Regions from separate parts of the Macaca mulatta genome. Here region 1 is linked to region 2. Evidence: chromatin contacts called from public Hi-C data. All regions are on one chromosome and are shown on one strand. The core of a region is the stretch at or near the end of the contact, and the rest is flanking DNA. Distances in the headings are between cores, read along the strand shown.

The links. Hi-C and Micro-C count contacts between places; a contact is called where the count stands out from the background.
Region 1: a Hi-C map of liver shows a contact between it and region 2, with 3 times the contacts expected there. The contact joins the promoter of HABP4 here to the promoter of PRXL2C in region 2. A contact is called at or near these places in 2 of 14 Hi-C or Micro-C datasets (blood and liver).

Annotation. Positions count from the first base shown.
Region 1 is chr15:127,031,236-127,034,465 of T2T-MMU8v2.0, reverse strand. It overlaps HABP4 (hyaluronan binding protein 4), which reads left to right and starts at 1,919. Exons shown (of 8, transcript XM_015118113.3): 1 at 1,919-2,393. The coding sequence starts at 2,042.
Region 2 is chr15:126,819,051-126,822,263 of T2T-MMU8v2.0, reverse strand. It overlaps PRXL2C (peroxiredoxin like 2C), which reads right to left and starts at 1,286. Exons shown (of 5, transcript XM_077966496.1): 1 at 1,059-1,286. The coding sequence starts at 1,250. It overlaps LOC106993846 (a long non-coding RNA gene), which reads left to right and starts at 1,483. Exons shown (of 2, transcript XR_013404987.1): 1 at 1,483-1,622.

The DNA.
Region 1 (3,230 bases), core at 670-3,169, 210 kb before region 2:
GCTGTGAATATGTATATACAAGTTTTAGTTTGAACACTTGCTTTTAATTCTTTTGGGTAGAAAGTATAGGCATTAATCTTTGCTCACTCAAAAGGAGGTGACCAAATATCTTAAATTCTTCAATCATTCAACAAATATTTACTGAAAACCTACTCTATAGCCGTCTAGAACTCCAAGCACTGGGAATAATACATACTGCAATGAATAAGACAGGCATCATCCCTGTCCTCCTTGGGAATAACACAGAATTCAGTAAGTGAGTAAAACACAGACTTTGCCGCGTTTAGGATTAGGAATTCCTTTTCTATTTGCTATTAAAGGAAAGTAAAAGCTGGTCACAGAGCACCTGGCAAGATGCTCTAACTGGATGCTTTCAGATGAAACAAACACAACTAAGCGCAATCAATCTGTTATCTTACATCATAAGCCTCAAGCGGGGAGGTTCCCAAGTGGGTCCAGTTGGCAGCTTAACATCATCAAGGATCTAGGCTTTCTCCATCCTGCTCTGCCATCCTCATGGCCACACTAAGGAACAGCCAACCTCAGGCATCATATCTTCTTATGGAACAAGGACCAGGGAACGGAAGTGGGGCAGATCCCTTCTCAATCCCTTCTTAGGTGCAAGAAAAACTTCCCCAGAATACTTCTCCTCAGATCTGTTCTGGCTGATTTGCCCCACAGCCTATTCCTAAGCCAATTATTGGCAAGGAATTGGAATCAGGTGCAGTGAATTATAATCAAGTTGGAGGCTGGAAGGGGCCTGCTTCCCCTGGGGAATATGATGCCGGAACATAATACAGGCTCTGGAAAAATGTAAGAGGGAAAGAATGGCTGTAGGATAGGCAGCCAAGCGTAGCTCCACTGGTGCCTATGCAAGATTTCCTGGAGGAAGTCCAGTCCAGCGTTCTCTAAGCTCCAGGCCTCAACTGAACATCTCAAAAGAAAACAAATATCCAAACCTCAACGTGTCCAAAACTGAATTCATGATTCTCGTTAAAGTAGTGTCTTCCAGTGGTGACTAATACTACCATTCAGATGCTGGAGCCAGGAAAATAAGAGTCACCATATCTTCTTCTTCATCACCACATCTAGCACATCACCAAGTCTTTGAACCCATCTACTCTCTTCACCGCCACCGCCACCATCCTAATCCCAGTCATTATCAGCTCTTCCCTCGAGCTTCGCAACAGTCACGTTTGGCTTCCCAGCATGCATTTGTATTTCCCTCCAAACTATTAGTTCACAGTGCAGGTAGGGTGGCCTTTTCAAACCCAAATCCGCTCATGCTCAAAACTTGCTTCCCACGGCTCTTAGAGACCACTTTGAGCTTGAACAGACTGTGCACATCCCACCTCAAGACTGCTGCACTTGCTGTTCCTCCTCCGACCCCTTGTCACCCCCCTCCCTCGGCTTAACTGTCACTTCCCAATTAGGTCAGGTCCCTTTGCTGCAGCCCGTGGAGAGCTCTGCGCCTGTCCTTCAGGGCACTTTTTCTCCATCCACAGACTCAGATCTGTGACAACACGGAGCTAGTATTTCCTACAACATCACGCCTGGCACACGGTAAGTGCGCAATATGCAGCTGTTGCACGGCTAAATGTATACATAAGCTTCAAAGCAGAGTGGCCGAGAGCAAATACAGACGCAGTCACGGGAGAAGGCACACACCGCCGAGACACCACCGCCACTCCGCGCCGCCTGGACCAGCCAGTAGCTCCGCCCCTGGGCCCCGCCCCTCCCTGCTGAGCGGAGGGGGCGGGGCTCAGAGGTCGCGTGACGTGACAGCAGCCGGTCGGTGATTGGGTCTCCAGGCGCGCCGTCTCGGGAAGGGGGCGTGCCCGCGCGCGCTGATTGGCTGCCTGGCGCGGTGGGGCGGACGGCGGCGGCGGCGCCGCGGGGGCGGGCGGCGGGAGGGGCCGGACCGGGTAGGGCCCGGAGGGCGGCGGCGGCGGCGGAGCGGGCGGCATGGGTCCTCGCCGCCGGCTTCGCTGAGACGCGCTCGCGTGGGCTGCCCTCCCGGGCCCGCAGTGGTCGCGGCGGCATGAAGGGCGCCCTGGGGAGCCCCGTGGCCGCCGCCGGCGCCGCGATGCAGGAGAGTTTCGGCTGCGTGGTGGCCAACCGCTTCCATCAGCTGCTGGACGACGAGTCGGACCCGTTCGACATCCTGCGCGAGGCCGAGCGCCGGCGCCAGCAGCAGCTGCAGCGCAAGAGGCGCGACGAGGCGGCGGCGGCGGCGGCCCGGGCCGGTCCCCGCGGCGGCAGGAGCCCGGCCGGGGCCTCGGGCCCCAGAGCCGGCGCGGGCGGCCGGAGGGAGTCGCAGAAGGAGCGCAAGAGCCTCCCGGCGCCCGTCGCTCAGCGGCCCGACAGCCCCGGGGGCGGCCTGCAGGCGCCGGGTACGCGGGGACGGCGGGGGTAGCGGGCCACGGCTCGCCCTGCGGAGAGACTGGGGTCCCGGGGGCCGGCTCCAGGAGGGGGGACCCGGGAGGAGCCGGGAGAGTTGAGGGTCCCGGTGGCCGCCGAAGGTAGGAGGAGCGGGGCGGGGGTCACACCCCTTCCAACCCTCGCCGGCCGCGTGCGGGGCCCCGGGGGAAACGCTGGCTTGGGGGCCCCCGAACCCTGGCTCGGAGCCGCTACGGCAAGTTGGACGAAGTTGAGGGAGGTTGCCGGGGTGGCGTGTGGGGGCGAACGCTGAGGTCGCTACTCCGGGACTCCCGCATCCAGACCTGGCGGGGACCTTCTCCAGCCTCCAGCCCCGCCTCTGCGGGAGTGAGGTCGGAGCCACCCGAGAGCGCGGTGGGGAGGAGGAGGGCGCCCGGTCCCGGTCCCGGAGGCCTCTGTGATGCGGGCGGCCTGGGCGACCGCGGGGCGGCCTGTGACGTCGGGGCCCGGGCGCGGGTCCTCGGCGCTGTCCGGCCTGGCGCCTTCGCCCCTTCCCCGTCCGGTAGCTTCCAGCAGGCAGCGGGCATCGTATTTCAGTACTTCTTGTGGTGCTGATGGGATGTGCAACTTATAAATAGCTCCAGGCTGCTTTAAGAAAAGCGTTTTTAACCTTTCCAGCCAGAATATCCGGAGTTCCCCACTCCCTGTTTAGCAAGAAAAGCCAGTGCGCAGCGTGGTGTCCTGCTGCCTGCGGACGGGGAGGGAGTTCGTGCTCTCACCTGAACTGCGTCAGTGGCGGAGCCAGCAACGCTCCACCTGTGCTTCCTCTGTTTTCTTGAAATGAGGCAGCG
Region 2 (3,213 bases), core at 37-2,536:
ATGTCAATTTTTAAAAAGAGAATAAAAGGATACGCAGACGAACAGTCAAAACATTGTTTTCGAAATGATATAGTCAATAATTCTCTATATTCTCCCCAAAAACATACTTTTAAAACTAGGCACAGTTATTTAATCAGTTTTTTCACATCCTAATTGATAAGGCCTGCTGAAAAAACATCTGTTTTACAAAGGCTGCCCAATGCCTTCCCTCAAAAAGCTCACTTGGGCACGAACTTATCTGTGCCTGAAGAAAAACAAGTATGTGGCTATGCTAGGGAACATGGAACTTGCAGCCTATTAACATAAACATTTGCACCTTTACGATATATTAGTATTTTCCCATAATGAGCAGCTATTTGGAGTGCAACAAAATTAAAGGGAAGAAAATATCAACCATTTCCAGCATTTGTTTTAGGGCATTATCAGTCAACATTTGAGAACGGGCGCTAGGTTACCAGGCAACACCACAATTGTTAGTACGTTCACCACCAGGCAGCACCCAGTGAGTTACGACAGAAATAGATCTCTGACGTCTCTCTTCCTTTGGAGGGGCGAGGGTGGAGAGAGGTGCGGGGAGGGGCAATACGGGTTGCAAGTGCGTGCTGGAGCCGCGTCCTCCCCCGCCCCGCTCGCAAGGTCTGCAGAAGCCTGCACTGGGCCGCCCACGCTCAGAAACTCACTTGTAAGAAACTCTTGGGGATTTTGGCCAGATCCTCTACGTATTCCTTGCAGATGTAACACAGGAAATGCTGAAAGCCAATTGGGCAGAAAGGGCAAGTTAGGAACGCAGCACCCGCGCGCCCCGAAAGAGCCCGGTACTTCGCTGTGCGTGACGCGACTAAAGGCGGCGCCCGCGGGGCCGGGACAGGCTGCCCGGACGCCCGGCGCGTGGGAAGCGGGCCTCGCCCTCGTCGTGCCCCGCCCTAGTTGGGAAGCGGCCGCGACTGGGGAGGCTGCCTTCCCGTTTCCGTCCTAAGAAGCAGGAGGAGCAGCTCGCATCCCGCAGCCTGCCCGGGATCCCGGGCCGCGCCTCCCTCCCAGCCGCGCCACCCGCTCACCCGCACGAACACCACCACGGCGCGGCGCTCCCGGAACAGCGCGCCGAAAGGTACCCGCTGCCCGCGGGCGTCCAGCACCGGCAGCTCGGCCACGGCGGCCGCCAGGGGCTGCCCACGGTCGGGGCCGCTCGGGGCCGGGACCGGGGCGGTGCCGCCGCTAACCTGCCGCGTGACCGGGGCGGGCGCGGCCATGACGCGGGGCGGCCAAGGGCCTGGGTCCGCTCTGCCAGCGCGGGGCGGGGCGGGGCGCGCAGAGGCGGGGCACGGGGGGAGGGGCGTGCAGAGGCGGGGCGCGCAGGGGCGGGGCGCGAGGGGCGGGGCGCGAGGGGCGGGGGGCGGGGGGCTGGGGGCGGGACCTGGCAAGCCACGGTTTCCGCCGCGCTGCGCGGGCCTGGGAGCTGCCGGAGTGAACCCCGCGGGCGGTTCTGACTCTGCTGTCAGGGTAGGGGACAGAGAGAGAACGTAAGGTCCGTCCAGGGCGAGCAAACGTTATTAAGGAAGAAAGCCGCCCGCGCCCTCCGTAGCCACCTGAGCGGAGGTTCTCACCTATTCGAGAACTAATGGGTATGTGTGAAAAGGTGGGCTAGGGCTGGGCCCACCTTTTGTAGACACACAGGCCGGACCTGTAATCCTAGCGACTTGGGAGGCCGAGGCGGGAAGATAATTTGAGGGCAGGAGTTCAAGACCAGTCTGGGTAGGTAACAGAGGGCAACACCATCTTCGTTTTTTAAAAAAATAAATAATAAAAATAAAAATAAGGTGAGCTGGGAGGGATGAGGATGATGAAGTTAGATGGCTTAGCAGCTGTTTTGTAGAAATCACACACTGCCAATTCAGTTTCTCCTGGGGTGGGTAGGCAGGCATAGGGAAATCTGGGGATCTCAGCCTTTGTGAGACCAAACTGGCCCTGGATTTAGAGGTTTGTCTTTCTCGGGTTTCTCATGGGTGCTAACCGTGTGTCCGAGATTTCCAGAGCAGGACCAGGTAACATTCAGGCTCTTTTGTCTTCATAAGTTTACTCACCCTTGTGTACGGATTTGGAGTTCAGAAAGTACATCCTTTATCTATGGTCTTTGTTGAGTTGAAGAATATTTCCGGGGCGGAGCACTAGGCAGGTCTATGTGACTGATGTGACTCTGCCACAAAGCGCAGGAAGGGCTGATGCTGCATCCTCTGGCTTTCACCTGTGTGAAGATTGTATACTTTATTGAGCACACATTAAGTGCTCTGTTTGAGAAGCTCTGCAGTGTGTTTAGAAAATTTTAAGCATGGGTATGTTTCTAAGTCAAGATAGTTTCTTTCTGAGACAGGGTGTCGCTCTGTTGCCCAGGCTGGAGTGCATTGGCACAATCATGGCTCACTGCAGCCTCCACCTCCTGGGCTCAAGCAGTCCTCCTGCCTCAGCCTCCCAAGTAGCTGTGATCACAGGCATGTACCCCCATGCCTGGCCAATTTTTTTTAGATTTGATTTTGTAGAGCCAAGGGTCTCTCTATGTTGCCCAGGCTGGTTTTGAACTCCTGGGCTCAAGCAATCTTCTTGCTTTGGCCTCCCAAAGTCCTGGGGTTACAGGCGTGAGCCACTGGGCCTGGTGAGGAGCTTTATGAGTTTTTGGAAATAAATGCATGACCAGAGTGCAGGCTGATGAATAGCACTCGCAACAGGCAGTTTGCCAGATGTCACCAAATTTATTGTAAGCAGTGTTTTGATAAGCAGAAATTGATATACAGGTAAGAATGGTGGTATTTTGGCAGATCTAGTTAATAACTGATATCAACGAATGAAGTTTTCTTTCACATACTGCTTTTGGTGTCATATTTCATGTGAAATAAATGACAGGTTAGACAATTTCATTTTCAAATCCAAAGAGCCACATGACTTAGTTTTTGCAGAGTGATGAACTCAGATATCATCAAAACATAGTTTTGTAGGAGGAACAGTAGCCATGCAGAAATGCAGAAATTAGAAGGTATTGTCTAGGGAGCATCAGTACCTGACACTTACCAACTTACTGCTTCTCAGCTCCAAATTAACTCTTCACTATGTGCTCTGTGACAACGGACAGATTTCCTCTAAGCATCTAACCTTTGTAATGAGCAATATATTAAGCATTTTTAATAGACAATGTTGGCAGGACATTGCAGGAGGAAGGGGATT